Regions from separate parts of the Mus musculus genome. Here region 2 is linked to region 1. The links are chromatin contacts, called in public HiChIP or PLAC-seq maps. All regions are on one chromosome and are shown on one strand. The core of a region is the stretch at or near the end of the contact, and the rest is flanking DNA. Distances in the headings are between cores, read along the strand shown.

The links. HiChIP or PLAC-seq counts read pairs in DNA pulled down with a chosen protein or histone mark.
Region 2: an H3K27ac HiChIP or PLAC-seq map of embryonic fibroblasts shows a contact between it and region 1, with 21 read pairs. The contact joins the enhancer-like site here to the promoter of Des in region 1. A contact is called at or near these places in 2 of 39 promoter capture datasets (embryonic stem cells and neural stem cells), 1 of 15 datasets of contacts at CTCF or cohesin (the NIH/3T3 cell line), 11 of 484 Hi-C or Micro-C datasets (the AML12 cell line, the HL-1 cell line, the N1E-115 cell line and 5 more), 7 of 115 datasets of contacts at active chromatin or transcription factors (bone marrow-derived macrophages, cardiomyocytes, embryonic fibroblasts and 3 more) and 3 of 9 other capture datasets (adipose tissue, liver and pancreatic islet).

What each region holds. Positions count from the first base shown.
Region 1 is chr1:75,358,247-75,362,553 of GRCm38.p6, reverse strand. Des (desmin) reads right to left here and starts at 2,262. Exons shown (of 9, transcript NM_010043.2): 1 at 1,562-2,262; 2 at 336-396; 3 at 146-241. The coding sequence starts at 2,136. RefSeq lists a promoter at 2,220-2,300, silencers at 2,301-2,588, 2,755-2,800, cis regulatory regions at 2,589-2,755, 2,030-3,198, 2,151-4,307, 1,614-4,307 and an enhancer at 2,800-3,199.
Region 2 is chr1:75,390,226-75,394,559 of GRCm38.p6, reverse strand. It overlaps Speg (SPEG complex locus), which reads right to left. Exons shown (of 41, transcript NM_007463.4): 5 at 3,438-3,581; 6 at 2,616-2,798. Among named protein-coding and RNA genes, the nearest start is that of Speg, 17 kb to the right of the region's middle. Within about 2 kb of position 1,334, at least 88 of the 459 cell types and tissues checked have an H3K27ac peak or open chromatin away from gene starts, as enhancers often do. A contact at or near this core is called in the HL-1 cell line, the N1E-115 cell line, the NIH/3T3 cell line and 8 more, where this site is marked.

The DNA.
Region 1 (4,307 bases), core at 1,013-3,512:
AGCGGGGGCTTCAGTCCCCTTCTGGACCCTCCCAAAGCACCTTCACACACACATCCCATTTCAGAGTTATCCCCACGACCACCCTCACTCCCATGCCACGCCCCTCTTCTAGTTGCCTTCACCATCACCCAAGGGCTCCCAGTACCTCTTCATGCACTTTCTTAAGGAACGCGATCTCCTCGTTGAGGGATTCGATTCTGCGCTCCAGGTCAATACGAGCTAGAGTGGCTGCATCCACATCCTGGCCCGAGGGAAATACAACGTCAGGGTCAGGAACAGCTCAAGTGGGGACCAGAGAGAGGAGAGGTGACCGCTGGGGACCAAAGAGGGCTCACCGCTCGGAAGGCAGCCAAGTTGTTCTCTGCTTCTTCTCTTAGTTGGATTTCCTCCTGTAGTCTAGCCAGGGCAGACAAACAGACAGACAAATAGTGAGGGACAAAGCCAGCTGTAGAGAACTACTGACTGGGGACCTATCAGGGAGCCAGCTCAGGACACAGGGACATGTCTTGGTGGTTGGGTAGAACAAGAGGCCCAGGGGGAAAAAAAAAAAAAGCAGCAGAAGCCCCGCCTACGGGGGGGTGGAGCAGGAAGTGGCTCTGTCTCAACCCTGGAGCCACTCCCTTGAAGTCTTGTGTCCCAGATAGTCTGACCTCCCCGGGGTTAGGAACTCTGTTTTATTTTATCCACCTCTGTGTTCCCAGGCTTAGCCTGACCCATGTAGGAGCTAAATAAATGTCTGTGACTTTGGTGGCAAGAAGGTGACACTGCTCATCTGGGTAAACAGAAACAGGACCGTCATGATGTACGGAGTCTTTTCTGTTTTTGTTTGTTTGTTTGTTTAAATAAACTTTTTTAATTTTCTAAAACAAATCTTGCTAAGTAGGCCCGGTTGGCCTTGTATTTGCTCCGTATCCTAGGCTTGCCTAGAACTCATGGCAGTTCTGTATCATCCTCCCTAGTGCTGGAATTACAGGGGGTGCCCCCATATCCGGATTATTCAGCCTCTTTTACTGGATCGTGGTGGAATGGGTCACAGCCTTTATCCACTGTCCCCTTTACTCAAACCTGTCCATTTACCAAGTGCAATAACATTACCTCAGCTAGGCCCAGGGGCCTAGCCCCCACCCCACCCCCATCCCCGCCCCTCCCTTGGGCCTCATCACAGCTAAGCTTAAAACTACTGCCTGGCTTCCCTCCTGCTCTTCCCAGCCCATCCATCCTTCCAGGCTCTCATCAGCCTCGCTTCTCCCTCAGAACGTGCTCTGACCCTTTCCTTGACTATGGTCATCATCACTCTAGCAACTTAGCATCCTTTCACAGGCAGCTGCCCACCGTGCACTAGGCAAGGTTCCCCCATTTCCCCCATTTCCCCCATTTCTTCTGTCTACCTTCCCAAGACTACTACTCCAGTGTTACATAGAAGGGGCCAGGAAAGATCTCTACTTAGCGAACACCGGGGAATGACCTTTTCCAAACATGGGCTGAGGAGGGAGGGTCTCAGGCGAGGGGGAGGGGGGCTGCTGGGGACGGGGGTGAGGGGAAAGATCTGGGAGGCCCTCACTTGGCCTTGAGCCTCTGCAGGTCGTCTATCAGGTTGTCACGCTCCACGTCGACCCGGGCGCGCTGGTTGGTGAGCACCTCCACCTGGCGCCGCAGCTCGCGCATCTCCTCCTCGTAGAGCTCGGCGACCCGAGTCGGTTCGCGGCCCTTGAGCCGGTTGACCTCGGCGGCGAGCGCGGCGTTCTGCTGCTCCAAGAAGCGCACCTTCTCGATGTAGTTGGCGAAGCGGTCATTGAGCTCTTGCAGCTCCACCTTCTCGTTGGTGCGCGTGGCCAGGAACTCCTGGTTCACAGCGTCGGCCAGGGAGAAGTCCAGCAGCTCGCCCGCGCCATAGGATGGCGCTCGGGTGGTCCCCAGCCGGCTAGACCGCAGCGACCCCAAGCCTCCAGCCCCGCCCGACGTGCGCGACACCTGGTACACGCGGGATGTCATTGAACTCGAGGAGCCCTTGGTACCGAAGCCTGCTCGAGGGAACACGGGAGAGCTCAGCGGGGAGCCCAGAGAGAAGCCCGGGGCGCCGCCGAAGGTGCGGCGGTAGGAGGACACGCGCTGGCTGGACGAGTAGGCCTGGCTCATGGTGGCGGCGTGGACGAGGCTGGCTGGGCGGACGCACAGAGGAGGCAGCGGGCGGGCAGCCGGCTGGAGTGGATGTGAAGATGGGTGACGGAGCCCCTTAGCTGTCTGCACTATTTGTAGCCCTCCTGACATCACCCCCCGGCGCCCCTCCCCTGACAGCTGCAGGATCCCTCTGTCCTGCCAGGAAAAGGGCGGCCACAGGCGAGGGGGCGGGGAGGCCAGCTCCCCCGCAAGAGGCCTGCGCCCCTGGACAGCCCCAAGAGGACAGAAGACAGGCAGGCCTGCTGGGTTTCACAGGGCAAGGAGCTGACAGGAGACCCCCGGCCGGCCCCTTTTTTTCCATTTGGATGCCTGCCTTATCCTGGGGAAAGCGGGCTAGAGAATTTCGTTTGTTTGAGGCCCCCTATTTTCTCCGAGGAGAGGTTTTAGGTTATTGGAATGAACAAGAAGGACCCCCGAAGTGTTTTATTCGCACAAGTTGCCTAGAAAATGCTGAGGTTTCCAACGACTGTGGGCAAAGCCCGGACAGGTCTCTACCATCCTTTCAAAAGAGTCTCTAGGTAGGCCTGTAGGGTAGGTACCGGTTAGTCAGAGAGTGACCCTGGCCGGGGCACATGCATATCACTGATACCTGGGTTTTAACTCTGAGCCTCAGTTTCCCTTGGGAGGAATGTTGGCCTTCTGCTTCCCTCAAGTTTATAGCCAGCAAGATAGTTTCCAGAATCTTCTGACGACTGTTTCCAACTGCGTGTAGTCGCACCCCCGCATCGCCTTTGCCTGACTCCTGCGCCCCTGTCTCCCTCGCCCCCTCTCTGATTCATCCCCCTACTCACACCGCCCACACCCACTCACACCACGGGTTTGTGTTTTGTCAGGAGATGCATGTCAAGCCAGCCGTCTCCCTAGCAGCAACAGCTGCCAAGGCGAAATACCAGAGCTGGTATTTATAGAGGAGAAGGAAAGGCCCAGCTAGGAAGCAAGGTACAGGAGAGGCGTTCTGGGGACTGGGAGCCAGGCACCTGAGGAGACAGAGGTGTCAAGGAAGGCTGACAGCGACAAGCTTCAGTCACTCCAGGACCCCAACAGAGATGAAGGCCTGGGGTGTGTTCGCCTCTCTCTTCCCTGAAGCACAAGGCGCACACCGACCCCTAAGGGCATCTACATTTCTCTGTGCACCTTGCTGCAGCTCTTCACTGAGCCCTGACCCTCCTAGAACACAAACCCTGGAGATAGAGTACTAGATTAGGGGTCCATAGCTCAACCTTGGAAATGGAGCCCTGGATTAGGAGCCGTAGTCCTACCCAGGGCTGGTCAGAGAGAAAGCGGTGCCAAAAGGCATGTCCTTGTCCTCCCTACCTCTCAGGGTCCTTAGTCATAGAGTGGGGGCCAAACAGCTTCGCATGACTGTGCAATGAGCCTTTGAACAGGCCAGGGAGACAATAAAGCATACACCAACAATAACAATAATGCCTTATATGTACTGATCCCTGCTGGGAACACCACGCCTGTGACTCCCCAGTTCTCCGATAGCATCGTGAAGCAGGGGCCACATAAATGCCATTTGCGTAGCGTAGCATAGTGAGGTAGCCTGACTACAGGGTCTAGGTGATTGGCTCTTTCTCTGCCATAGAAATGAGCCAATTCAAGCCAGATTAGATGATTTTAAAGGCAGGTTTGTTGGGGAGCTGCTCTCAGGCGAGTTCACTGACCCCAAGGATGGAGGCCAGGGGAGTTTCATGGGTGGGGAGAGGAGGAAAGAGAAAGAAGAGAGAAAGGGCTCTAGCTCAGAGAGAGAAGAAGAGAGACCAAAATGTCTGGATTATATAGGGATGAGCCTATGGGAAAAGGGCAGCTAAGCCCCTGGACTGGAAAGTTCAAGGTTGAGGGCAGGGTATACCAGGTAGGGACTGAGGGATGCTGAGAGAACCTGGAGGCCAGGTCTACTTTGGTAAAATATGTGCCTCAGCCCCTTGACCCCAGCTCTGAAACCAAACACTAAGCTTTGGTTCCAGACCGGATGCGTCTACAGCAAGTGAACTGTGAAGGACTTGCAACTGCAGTCTTTTCAAAGCCTTTCACATTAAGCAGCTAATTTTTATCCCCGAGACACATTTATGAAATGGATGGGGAGCCCCAGATATTCCTATCCAGGCTTCAAGTCAGTGCAAGCT
Region 2 (4,334 bases), core at 85-2,584, 33 kb before region 1:
AAAGGTACATGGCACTCTAAACAGAAGCAAACGTTCAAAGACAGGGTGCCTGGCATTAGTAGGTACTCAACGGAGGCTTGTGGGACAGATATGGCAGCTATCAGAAGCTTCACTTGGGTTAGTCACTCACATCACACTCCAGAGACCCCCCTCTGTCTATCCCCCACTTAGGGTTATTCAGTGAGTGAGACTGACTCAGGGTTAGGGCAAGGCTGCCTTCCTAGGCCAATGGCTGAATTCTCTAGTTGCCTGGTCCTGGTTACTGTTATTCCCAACCAAGAATTGACACCTGTGGGTTTTCCAAAGCAGGCCCTGATGGGGTGGCTACCCCTGAAGCACACTGAGCACCCAGCACCCAGACTGGTTTCCATGGCCCTGGGTGTAAGGGTCGGGAGGCAGTCAGTAGCTCAATAGAGTTCTCTTCCCACAAGACAGTGCCATTTCCCTCCACGTACTCCCTGTACCCCCACAGCTGGACAACCCCATCATCACAACTGATGGACACCTGGTCGGGGACCCTCTCTATTGCCAAAGTCTTTGCCACCACTGGTTCTGCCTTCTCCAGCTACTCCCTGGGCCCTGTGGCCTCCATCCAACCACTCTAGACCAAACAGTGCCTTGTAGGGTAAGAAAGTCAGCTTGCTCCACAACCAGTGCAGAGTCTGGACCTGCCAGCCAGCCTCTTGGGCCCTGGAGCCAGTCTGACTTATGGGGCCTGCTGTGATGCTTGGTATAGCCTGTCATAATGAACATTTTCTGGCTGCCCAGAACAAAGCAGGCACAGAGATGCCGTGATGAGATGAGGACCCAGGGCCTGGAGGGCACAGAGGGTCTAGATGGAGGGCTCTGGAAGAACAGGAGTGGAATCCCCAAGGCACAGAGAGTATGAAAAGAAGGGCAGGGAAGGACATAGCTCTTTCCAGATCCTCAAGGAAAGCCGAGCTCGTGTGCACGGCAGCACCCTCAAACGCTAACAACTAACATTTGTCTACAGCTTTACAGTTCATAACGCTCATTCGCACATTTGCTTCCATCCGTGAGGACGGTATAATTATCTCTGGTTTACAAATGAGGGAACCGAAGCTCGGGAGGTTCAACGTGGCAAGCACAGAACTCCCAGTCAAGTGCTGACAGCTGCCGTGCCCCAAGCTGCTTTCCAAACCTTAAATGGCTCCCAGGTGGCCACCAGCCAGGATTTGGGGCACCTCATACCCCGCCCCTTGCCAGCTCTCAGCCCAAGCCAGGTATTGACTGGAGTTCTGGAGCCAGGCCTGGGGCCCCTAGGAGAGCTGGGAGCTGAGTCAGAGGCCAGATCCCAGAGATGATGGAAGGATGGAGGCAGGAAGTGGACGGGTGGGCATGATTCAGCGTAGTGGGAGTGTGAGAAGAGAGCCTCAGACAGCTCCAGGGAGGGATGTGGAATGAAGGACAAAGATCACAAGCCAGACATGCCACCAAAGGAGCTGACACAGCCCAAAGGCTGATACCAGAGCCCACCAAGAACTCCCAAACTGGGAATGTGTTAAGGGCTGAAGCTCTGGCATGTGCATGCTTGGGCTCCGAGCTTGTCTCTGCAACACTGAATGAAAGAAAGGCAGAGCACGGGACATACTGACTCCCAGCCTCCTCCAGGGCCCTGATGCATCCCAGAACACTGTTCTCTGAGCTCTGGCTTCCAGAGACTTTGGACACCCACTGGAAACATCCATTTGGGAACATCTGTGGGTTTCACCATTATCTTTTCCTGCTTCAACACCCTGTCCATTCCCACCCCACCACCCCAAGATCAGCACATTGTTAGACGGAACCACCTAAATGAGCAGAACTGCCATGCTCATAGATTCTGCTCTAGCCCTGCCTGAACCTGAGAGACACTGGGCTGCAACTCAAAGGAGTAAGTAGTCTGGTACCAAGTGAGGGCAAAGAACAGACAGGACAACCTCAGCACGGCTGACACTGAGACACTGAGTGTATTCTCTCTGCTGCCTCTGTACGGTGGGGGCACTTGGATTCTTTGTTACTTTCTATTTTCTTCTTGTTCTGGGAAGAAATGGATCTCAGAAGCTCTTGGTGCCTCTTAAATCCTTTGAAATGAATCATTGTTTTTCTCATAGACTCAAAGACAATTGGCCTTTCCACCAAACCCTGTTCGGAGAGATCATTATAGCAGTGGTTCTCAACCTGTGTGTCTCAGCTCCTTTGGGGTCTAAATGACTCTTTTACAGGGCTCCCGTTTGACCACCAGAGAGCACAGCTATTTACATTATGATTCATCACAGTAGCAAATTACAGTTATGAAGTGGCAACAAAAATAATATCGGCAGCGTCATCACATCATGAGGTGTATTAAAGGGTGGCAACATCAGGAAGGCAGAGAATCACTGCTCTTTAGGATGTTCAAAGATGAGTTTGGCCAATGTCATGGATTTTTCTGGATGAGCGTACCCCTGTCCTGAGACTAGGATCACTCAAACTGCTTCCTCCCGAGAGTCGGACCCAGAACAAAGGAAGATTGTGCACACTGGGAAGCCAAGACTCGGAACCCATACTTTCACATTGACCAGGAAGAATCCACAGCCCACCCCAACCAGGACCTACTCCAGAAGGCTCCCTACCAGGTCTCACAGCCAGTGAAGAAGCACAGGTAGCTTGGCCCAGTTCGTTGGTGGCAGTGGCTGTGTAGCTCCCAGCATCGGCAGCCTGGGCCTCTCTGAGCAGCAGTGTGTGCCGTTCACCTTCAGCCCGGATGAGAAGACGACCCTCGCTGTGCAACATGGACCCATCCTTTTTCCAGGACACTGTGGGGAAGGAGGAAGAACCAGCTTGCTATGGCCACAAAGGGACTTCTGGGAGCTCTCATCCTTACCCCCACTCCACAGGAACATAGCTTATTCTTTCAAGACAGTGTTTCTCTGTGTAGTTCTGACTGTCCTGGAACTCGCTCTGTAGACCAGGCTGGCCTCGAACTCAGAAATCTGCCTGCCTCTGCCTCCCAAGTTCTGGGATTAAAGGTGTGCACCACCACTGCCTGGCTTCAATACTTTTTTAAAATAATTTTTTAAGTGAGACAGGGTTTTATGTAGCCCAGGCTCACTGTGTAGCTGGTATCAAGGATGCTCCACCGTATCACGCAGTACTGTAGGGCAAACTCAGAACCTTGTGTATGCTAGGCAAGCACCCTGCCAACAAAGTACATCTTCAGTCATCTTCCCTTGGGGGAATTTTGAGGAACCTGCCCTCACTCCAGAAGCTCGGCCACCACACTTCTGAGCTGGGGAGGTAGGGGACAATCTTCCAGAATACACCAGAGCCAGAGCAGCCCCATGGACGGACAATTCTCCCCTTCCCCACAAGAGGATTCCAGGAGACCTATCCTGTCCCCACACCACATGCTTGCCACCACAACCCGCCAGCCTCCAGCCCTCCCTGTAGCTCACCTTGGGGTGGGGGGTTGGCGGTGATGATACACTTAAGTAGCACGTCAGCTCCTGGCGCCACCACCATATTCTGCAGAGGGATCTCAAACACGGGTGCCTCCAGGGGCTCTTCCCCAGCGGACACATAGGAGTCGTCTGAGGACTCTGCCAGATACAGGAGCAGAGGGAGAGAGGGTAAGGGGACATGAGACTTGAAGGGTCATTGTTGTAGTGTCATTGGGGGGACATTTGTGGGGAGAGGGGATGTTGACAGTACAGAATCCTAGAAAACCAAAACCCAGCATGAGAAGTTTCTGGAAGACAGGGTCTGAAGGAAGCAAATGTTCTTAATCAGAACAGGGTGGCAGAGACCATACTTCCTTCCCAATTACTGCTGGCACAGGAGGGCACTGGTACGTGGAGTGGGTGTCTTCACATGAATGTCCTGGAAGATCTTTGAAAGCACTCTAGGGCTGGTGAGATGGCTCAGCGGGTAAGAGCACCCGACTGCTCTTCTGAAGGTCCTGAGTTCAATTCCCAGCAACCACATGGTGGCTCACAACCATCCCTAACAAGATCTGGCGCCCTCTTCTGGAGTGTCTGAAGACAGCTACAGTGTACTTACATATAATAAATAAATAAATCTTTAAAAAAGAAAAAGAAAAGAAAAAAGAAAGCACTCTAGGGGCCACGAGACTACCTAAGCACCAATGGGCAGAGAACAAACTACTAGCCACCTAAGACCTAACAGCAATCCTAGGTTCACAGGGAAATGTGGCGGGTGGGGCTGGGGAGATATTCAAACCTGTAAGGCCACCAGATTGCCCAAAGAGGCAGTGGTAGAGAGATCAGCCAGTCTTAGGAAACTCAGCTTTGATTCTGTCCCATCAGCAGATAGTAACACTATCTTCACTGAGC